Regions from separate parts of the Mus musculus genome. Here region 2 is linked to region 1. The links are chromatin contacts, called in public HiChIP or PLAC-seq maps. All regions are on one chromosome and are shown on one strand. Each heading gives the region's core, a stretch centred on a gene start, on an enhancer-like site or on the middle of the called end of the contact. The rest is flanking DNA. Distances are from core to core; before and after follow the strand shown.

Region 1 (4,554 bases), core at 1,217-3,716:
GAGATTTTCATAGTCAGTGGGAGCCTTTGTTAGCTTATCAGCTTTATCCTACTGTCCTACAAGAAACATTTATAAAAGGTTTTTTTGAAAGTTTCTAACAAACTGCCTCATATTCTCAGCCTAACAAGCAAATATGTCCTATCTTTTCCTCGTAAACTTAAAGATAATAAAGTCATGAAAGCTAATTTAGGTTACATGGGACGTCCTTCAAATGGAAAACAGACATTGCTGGGTTCAGAAAGCAGAGATTTGGTGACAGACTGAAGCTTTCAAGAAGACATTCCAGTCATGTAGCTGGAGAATACAGGGACTCTGCATTCCAGGAGTCCTCTAAACACATAAGTTTTCACAGATAATCGATTTGTTAAGCATGTTTGGAATATTCTTCATCTTAAATAGCTATGAACAATTGGAATAATTATAAATTACTGCACATTAGCAGAGGAGCAGATAGGATACAGTCAAATTAATCCATTAATCTCATTTAGAACTCTAGCCTTTAAGGTTGAGACTCAGCAAAAATTCATTGCTCTATCCATAAAACAAACTTTTAAAACTTAATAAGGTAACTTTCTGAAGAAATTTTTTTTTGGTCTGTCTGTCCCTTTGTTTTGAGACAATGTGTCTCTACAAACTCCTGGCTGTCCTGGAACTCACTATGTAGACAAGGCTGGCCTGCAACTCAAAGAGATCTGCCTGCCTCTTTTTCCCAAGTGCTGGGATTAAAGGCCTACACCACCATGCTTAACTAAGTGGTTAGTTAGTTAGTTAGTTAGTTAGTTAGTTAGTTAGTTAGTTTTGATGAAACAAATGAAACTATCAAAAAGAAAGCACAGGCAGATCATATAGTCAGAAGGGTTTCCTTTTAATTCTTTAAAATTTTATACATTTATACAATATATTTTCATTATATCCACTCCCCACTTTCAGCTTCCCCCACCCCAGGACTTCCCAACATATCTCCCTCCCAGCTTTTAATATTGTATTCTTTTAATTAATGGAAAAAGGCCTTTTTTTCCTTTTTAATGTCTTCCACACCCTGCAGCTCACAGACTCTTGTAGCTCTCAATTTTCTGCTATATTTTGCCCAGCTTGCCCCTGCCAGGTAATATGATGGCAAGATAATAAAGTCTAGGCATTATTTTGCTTACTCTGTTTTTCGTTTTTGTTTTTGATGGTTGGCTAATTATATTTGGAGGAGTACACATGAAGACTTGTTTTAGCTGTCCCTTTCAATAATAAAATAGTCAATATGCATTCTAACAGCCAATGAAAAACAAAGACAAGCCAGACACTGTTGAAGCAAGGAACTGAACACACATGCAGACATGGATGCTGGGGTATTTGAATACATCCATGATAAGGCAGCGGTCACATGGGGATAGCCAAAAACCCAAGGCAATAAATGAGGCTGTCTTTCACTGTGCACATATATAGATTGTGTTCTAACCCCAGGGATGTCTAGGTCAGTGAAAAATAAGTACCATCGCTTTGGGTGAGGGTGGGAGAGAATCTAAGAGACTTTCAGATCAAGAGGCCAGAAGATAACAATGTATGGAAGAAAGAACAAATGATGTGGAGAGTGAGGACTCCATACATAAGGTCTAACGAGCACTAGCCAGGAAGTAATGGAAATCTCTGCAGAAAAATCAATGGTAAGAGTGTCCCTCCACTTTATTTTAAAAACAAAAACAAAAAAACAAGAATTTAAAAGGCTATAGAAGTAGTCACGGACTTGGGGGCACAGTGAACGAAGGAGGAGCGTACGTTTTGACATCTGTGCTGTGCAGCTTGCAGCCTGGAGAAGAGGGGTGTGGTCTCGTGAAATAAATATTTACCAGTAAATTATTTGTGCTTATTTTCAAGGGCAATTACATATTTTATGCATGCTTCCAAGGGATTCAGATTATCCCCGTTTGATATTTGCTGGTGATGAGCTGTATCTAAAGATGTCCCCCAAGGGGGTTCTAAACTCACAAATGTCAAGTGCTCAGCCATCTAAAAGCAACAGCTCACCCTGCATAGGATGCACAGCACAGTGGGGCTGGGTCCTCCCTCCAGAGCTTGCAGAACAATAAACCATGATGGCCTAATGCAAACCAGAAATTCACAAGCCTGGGCTTTGTGCATTTACACACACTCCATTCCCAGCTGGAAAGCCAGCGTTTCAAAAGGCTGAGTGGATAATTCCAGTTGGAGAAGAATCAGCACTGAAGAGAAAAGTAGGTAGGGGGTGGGGGGTGGGGGGTGTGAGTGGAGCATCATCGGTGAGGCTGCAAAGTCAATTAAAACAATTAGAGGAGGCACCGTGGTAGAAAGCAGTTGATATTCAAGTCCCTCTCTTGCCCAGTTGTGAAGCTCAGATTCCTCTCATGAAATTCGGGATTTAAAAGAAGAATAAATCAGCAAAACGCAGTCGGAGCTAAAACTCGAATGTAGCTGTCCAGGGTTCACTCCCGTTGAGGCTGAAATATCTGAGATGACGGGAATATTTCTTTTTCCATGGTCTCATCAACTTAGGCAGATCGCTTGCTTTCTCAAGACAAAAAAAAAAAAAAAAAAAATCAAAATTTATTTCCCCAAAATACGACAGATACTTTTTCGGTCATTGGTATGTGGGTAAAACTATAATTTAGGTATTTTGAGTGTGTCTCCATGCAGAATATATGCATATTTAATTCCAGTGGCAACCGCCTGTTCAGCACATGGCAAGCATATGTTTCCCATATATTCCTAAGCTTCCCAACTACCCGCGAGGGTGGTACTCTTATTATCAATGTCTCCGTTTTTAAAAAATAAGACCTTGAAACAACTGTGAGAAGAACAGGCATTTGACAAAGTGTCACCAGTAGACTGTGTGGATCCTTTGCTCTGTTCAGGTGAAGATCACAAATAGGAAAATCCAGACTCCTAGATATTGCCAGCACTGACCTCCTGAGTGCCACAGGCTTAGCGAATGGGCTTTTAAACCTCAGAAACTTATAAATATAGGCCTGAGAACTAGAGACTTCTGGGTCCAAGCCTGCAAAACTAGAGGCATATTGCTTTATATATTTAGGGCACACCAGACTCTGAGCCTTCAGCCCCCGTAGCTAGTATTGGATGGAGCTCCTGGGTGTCAGGTGTTGGGATTCTTGGCTCTTAACAGAAGCTAGGGTTTCAGTTCCTGGGTGTTGTAAATCGGGACCCTCAGCTCTTAATTCTTGTTAGCTCTCTGGATCTCTTCCAGTGGCTACAGATCTCTGGCTCTGTTCTTCATGGCCTTCCGTAGTCATCGTCCTCTACCCCATCTCTGTACATCCACCATCCATTCTCTCCACAGTCTCTGTTTCCAGCCAACTTCGGACATTTTTCAACAACCTCCTGTCTCCCAACTTAGTCAAGCAAAGAATTATAGTCCCAGGACTCTCGGGAGTTTACAAGCCTTAAGATCACCTTCTAGACAAAGCCTCAGACAACGCAGCCTGAAGCACGGGCCTCTACGTGCTCTTAGCGTCACTGGTTCAACCCACTCAACCTGTGGCCAAAACCACAGGGATAAAAACCATTCTGGAGACATTTTTATTTTGCTTGATGTTTCAACACTAGAAGGAATACACAGAAGCCTTCCAGACTAACCCAACAGGTCTGAGAAATGGCATTTATGTAGCCAGAAAAGGGTTATGGTGTCCCTGTGCTCAGACTACAGTTCTACCAGTCAGTCTTAAGGGTACACAGTTCCCACCCCCATGCACCGCAGGTTCCGCATTATGCACCAATGGCAAGTCTCCTGCTGTCACTCAGGAAGTGCTCTCCGTCTCATCCTGAGGAAGAATAGCAACAAGGTGAACAGAGCCATCTAGAATTTAGTGAGTCTTGTCTTGGCCTGAGTAGAGTTTCTTAAACATGACCCAGGTTGCTAGGAGAGAAAAAAAAAAAAAAAAAAAAAAAAAAAAAAAACAGAGCAAAACTTCTGAAGCAGGAGCTGTGGCTTCAGCAGCCGCTCAGGTTGCAGGAGTCCCTGATGCTAGGGTGCATGCCCTCAGAGTGGTTTAGGGAACACTTTGCCAGAGATGGGGCTGCTTAGTTCATAGCTCCCCACTCGGGGAAGCCAGGCTTATAGGAAATGTCTGTCAAGTTTCACTCAAGGGACTAAATGGCTCACTTTCTACTTGTAAAACTTTTGTTCATTCATGGAAACAGTAATGTTAAAGGATGTTTATGGTAAAGGCCTAGGAAAGTAATATTCATAACAGCATTCGACATTACTTGGTCCCTAACCATATGCCATTAGGGAGGCCTATATCTTTCTGGTCTGTTTCTGTCTCAACAAGTCATAGTGAGGGTTTGAACCTAGACGGTCTAACTATAGCACTCACCACTCTGCCAGTACTTTGAAAGAGCATTGCAAGGTAGCTTCTACATAATTGCTTTACGTTCAAGCACAGAAAGGTTATACCAGCAAGCATGGAGAGTGTCAAAAACAAAACAAAGCAAAACCTTAGAATTCAGCAGCTCTAATACCTAACTAAATAGACAGAAATGTCAGAAAGATGTCAGTGTGATCAGGTTAGA
Region 2 (4,554 bases), core at 979-3,478, 360 kb before region 1:
CTCTCTTTCTCTCCTCAATCGGACAATGTCAGAGGTGGGCAGAGACATGCGAAGCTCTGTCCCTTTGTTTACACCATATAAGAACATTCTTGAAGTTCCGGGGGGGGGGGGGTCATTGTGAAACCATGCTTTCTTTCTGTGGCTCCTGGTACTCAACAGCTTGTGGGTTTACTTTGTAGCCTCTTGATGGATCTTTATCAGAATCTCTTCATTTTCTGGCCACCCTCCAACCCCACCCCCAGTTCTTATATGAGGCTACTGAGTCTCTGCCTCTTCTTTTCATATCAGAGTTTATTCTTATTAAACCCAAAGCTAAACCCTTGGTCTTATATTCTCCACTGACCAACCTGCCTTTCTCTCATTGCACTAAGAGACTCACCCCAATCGAAACAGTGACAAGTGCAATTTCCAAAGTGCACAGCCTCAGGAGACCCTCGTGGGGGTGAACACACTCAGCTGGATTGGGTCCTTGGGTGAAAGTGAAGAAACACCCTGACAGGATAAGCAGAAGGCCTTAATCTTGGATGTGCACAACTCAAGGAAAAGGGCCGAAGGTTCAGCAGTGCAGAATCAAGAAGAAAGCATGGTTGTACCAATTCAGGGCAAGAAGAGAGAAGAAGGGAGAAAGATGTCATTTGTATGTCGTTAACTGATTGTAATCTTCCTGTCTTCTTGTCCACTGCCTAGCTCCTCCCTCGGGTAGAAGCAACATGAGGTCAGGGCCTTTGTTTGTTTGTTTGTTTGTTTGTTTTCTCCCTAATTTCCTGGACTCCAGAACAGCAGCTACACAGAGGTAGCTCCGGATAAATATTTGCTGAATGAGTGTCAGACACTGCTGAAAGTACCAGCAATTGCAAAGATTAAGCATCCCAGATGTTAGCTATTTATCCTTGATGGAAATAGATATGTTTGGCTCCTCTTCTGGCTATTCTCACCCTCTCCTGACCTTTGTAGGATCTGGATGATATGCTTTCACAGTACGGAGCTAACAGGAAGAGCAGGGCCAGGTGCTCTGTTGCCAGAGAAGGGATGGCAACAGTGACAAACGAGAATGGAGGTTTCAGGAAGGGGACACATGGTACTCACAGATAATGGTTCACATCATGATCAAAGGAGATCTCAGAGAGGCTGATAGTACCATTATCTATGGCCAGCTTCCCTGAGGAGAAAGGGGAGAGTCCCAGGAGGATTTTTAGAACTACTCTATGCCTTCAGACTCTGAGACACCAAAGGAGACCCGTGTCCAGGTCAGAGAGAAGAGCTTAGTAGTTAGAGATCTGGGCACAAAAATCACAAAAGTCTTTGTTGTGTATCCTTAGCATTCCCAAGCCTTCTCTTGTTTCCAAGTCTAGTGGCTGCCTTTGAAATGGCACTTCCAGGGACTGAAGGTCCAGAGAGAGGGTGGGAGTGAGGTAGAACAGAGAAGGTATGAAAACACGCCAGGACGGATGGGTGGAGGTAGAAGATGACATTTCTGCACTTCCAAGGGAGGTGCTGAGCTGTCTTGTAACTCCTCCCTGGGCTCTGCTGCAAGCATTCAGTAATTCAACCTATTGCCTGTTTCTAACAGAATTCTTTGTGGGGGTGGTGGCAGTCGTGGAAATGGTTGGTTTCGCTGGAATTCCATAGCTCTCTGGATGAGCTATGTGTAGAAAAGCATGTACTAAGAGTTTAGGGCCAGTTGTGCTGGCCTTAATTGTCCTATGGCATGCATTGGGGTCACAAAGGTTAATGCTATGATAGGACACAGGCCTGCCAGCCAGCTGGGGCTGCCACTTACTTTCCATGCTCTTGTTAAGCCCCTCCCTCACTGTCAAGGCAAAACACCATGGAAAACAAACTTTAGAGCCCCTGTCCACTCCCCTCCCATCTCAGCTTTTAACCCCTAGTTCTTAGCCACAAGGGTTCCTGGGTCCAGCTGATCTCTACAGGGCTGGAGAGCTTCCATTACAGAATCTTAGGAAAGTGCATATTACACACTGTAGTATGTTGGTGGGCATGGGGAGGGGATGCAAGCTTTTGTCTTCTGATGAGAAAAACTGGACAACGAAGCAACTGGCTCAGTGGGCTGCAGAGGGGGAAGGGACAGAAAGAGTGGAGACTCAGGACCAAAACTAAGTCGCTTTGGAGAAGGACTTAAGCTGAATTCCATGTGAATGAGATGCTGTGCATAGTCTATTTTTAGATCCTGGAGCATTTCTAAGAGGTAGAGCGAGATGGTTTGGCTGTGTTAAAAGACAAGTAATTACAGTCATTTATGGGCTCTGCTGCTTAGCATCCTCGGCTGATCATCCTCCAGGCTGGATTGCCCCTCTCGTGATTATCTGCCACCATTTCTTTTGTTGTCAGTTTTATTTGATTGCAACACCTGCTCATAAAGATTCTCCTTCTCCTTATGCAGCTTAGTGAGCAACTCAGAACAAAAGGAAAGCAGTTTAGGGATGGTTAGGGGTGCTGTCTGAGAAGAAAGAGAAGCAAACGCCTGCGTGTGCTGTAGAGTTATTTTTTAGTATTTGGGGTGAATACTGATTGGATAAAGCCATTAAAATGCTAAGAATTTTGTTGTTTTTGCAGCTTCCTGTATTCCGCTTTCCTATCATTACTACCATCTTATGTATGTATGTATGTATGTATGTATGTATGTGTGTATGTGTGTGTGTGTATACACATGCATACAAGCATGTATACACACACACACACACACACACACACACATACACACACACACACACACATAGTTCTTTGGTCCATGATAGCTTTAAAAGTTTAAAAAGTGCAACTTTTAAGGTACAAACTCATCTGTTGTTTTACCCATGGTTCTTTGGACATGACAAACGTTGTTTTCCCTTCTAAAAATATATCTGAAAGTTAAAATGCTGCTGGGGTCACTCAAGAAACCTGTGTCATATCAAGCACTGATCAGAACAAAAGGTTGTAGTATGTCAAAGTTAAATGGCCTTGTTTTTGTAGCTTGAAAAATGTATGTTGGGCTGGAGAGATGGCTCAGCACCTAAGAGCACTATCTGCTCTTCCAGAGACCCCTAGTTCAATTCTCAGCAACCACATGGTGGCTCATTACCATCTGTAATGAGATCTGATGCCCTTTTCTGGTGTGTCAGAATATAGCAACCGTATACTCATACATATAATAAATCAGAAAGAAAGAAAGAAAGAAAGAAAGAAAGAAAGAAAGAAAGAAAGAAAGAAAGAAAGAAAGAAAGAAAGAAAGAAAGAAAGAAAAGAAGTAAAGAAAATGTGTGTTTACTGCACTGGAGCCATGCTTTGAAAAGTAGTGTTTCATAGGTACATGTAGACATGTTGTTCTTTGAATAATTTGGAGAAAAGTAGGCCAATGTGGCCCTGATCCTTTCCCCAGAGCACCCTGCCACTATCTTTGTGCAAGGGTGACAACCTGGAGCCATGAGTCAAGGCTTCTCTGGCAACAGTAAGAATTTAGACAGAACTGCATATAGAAAAGGGGGAAGTGGAGTTGAATAGCTTAGTTCCTATATAATTTCATTAATGTCCAGCCAGCCAACACTTGGAATTGTCATATGGATCAGCACAGAACTGTTGATCAGATGAATGTATTACTGAAAACAAAAAACATACCAAGTCCTCTGACGTGGCAGCAAGCAGGAGATAAAAATCAGATTCTGGTCAGAATGTGGACAAGTTATACTGATCACCACCCAACCAAACCAAGACAAAAACAAAGACAAAAAAAATCCAGGAATCAGGAAATAAAATAAACCTAGGTAAGTGTAAGGCATGGGGCCTGTTCATCCCTGAGGAAGAAGTTAGATGTTGCTTTTCTAGCTTCCCTCGCAGCTATTTTCATGTGATCTAGACTCCCTGACTACAGTCAACCACACAAGGCTGGGATTTGGAAACTATGGAAATGAAGACACGTGCTTGTGCTGCAGCTACTCTGGGTACTGTGACATCCAGCAATTCAGGAACAGGCAGGGAGTATCCTGATCTTGGAGTTGGAGAGATTAATTGAAGTACCATGGGAAGTAGAACATTGACTTCCCAAAGAGATCCATGTCCAAGTTTCCCCAGTACCAGAATATGTACTTCAAATAGACAAAGGTGAGGATTTGGGGGTTGAGAGGCTCTACTGTATTATCTGGGTGGCACTGATAAAAGAAGGATGCCAGCATCCCTTAAGACCTAGATAAGGCAAAGAAAATCCTATGCACCCAGAACTGTCTGAAAAAGACTGTAACCCTCACAAAACCTTTTAAAATTTGTTTACTTTATTTGGTACTATTGAAGAATGACCCAAGGATTTCATGTATATTAGGTAAGAGCTCTACCACTGAGCCACGGCCCAGCCTTGGTAATGAAATATGTACAGAGACTTCTGTAAGAATGACCCTGTGTTGCTTTAAACTAGCACAGGAGCAGCACAGCAGCTCCTGAGACCATAGCAGCAATAGGAAGCCAATACCCAGATACTGAAGTGCCTAAGCCTAGTTGTGAACAGTTTCAGTTGATGAAATTAAAGTCTAATTTTGTCTGGAACATTTCTAAACCTGGTTCTCTGGC

What was found. HiChIP or PLAC-seq counts read pairs in DNA pulled down with a chosen protein or histone mark.
Region 2: an H3K4me3 HiChIP or PLAC-seq map of embryonic basal ganglia shows a contact between it and region 1, with 3 times the contacts expected there. The contact joins two enhancer-like sites. A contact is called at or near these places in 3 of 39 promoter capture datasets (the 3T3-L1 cell line, embryonic stem cells and liver), 2 of 15 datasets of contacts at CTCF or cohesin (large pre-B cells and pro-B cells), 30 of 484 Hi-C or Micro-C datasets (the 3T3-L1 cell line, B cells, CD4 T cells and 14 more), 2 of 115 datasets of contacts at active chromatin or transcription factors (embryonic basal ganglia and embryonic stem cells) and 1 of 9 other capture datasets (embryonic stem cells).

Annotation. Positions count from the first base shown.
Region 1 is chr17:79,197,528-79,202,081 of GRCm38.p6, reverse strand. No RefSeq gene overlaps it. Among named protein-coding and RNA genes, the nearest start is that of Qpct, 150 kb to the right of the region's middle. Within about 2 kb of position 2,466, at least 18 of the 459 cell types and tissues checked have an H3K27ac peak or open chromatin away from gene starts, as enhancers often do. A contact at or near this core is called in embryonic basal ganglia, where this site is marked.
Region 2 is chr17:79,561,120-79,565,673 of GRCm38.p6, reverse strand. No RefSeq gene overlaps it. Among named protein-coding and RNA genes, the nearest start is that of Rmdn2, 52 kb to the left of the region's middle. Within about 2 kb of position 2,228, at least 22 of the 459 cell types and tissues checked have an H3K27ac peak or open chromatin away from gene starts, as enhancers often do. A contact at or near this core is called in embryonic basal ganglia, where this site is marked.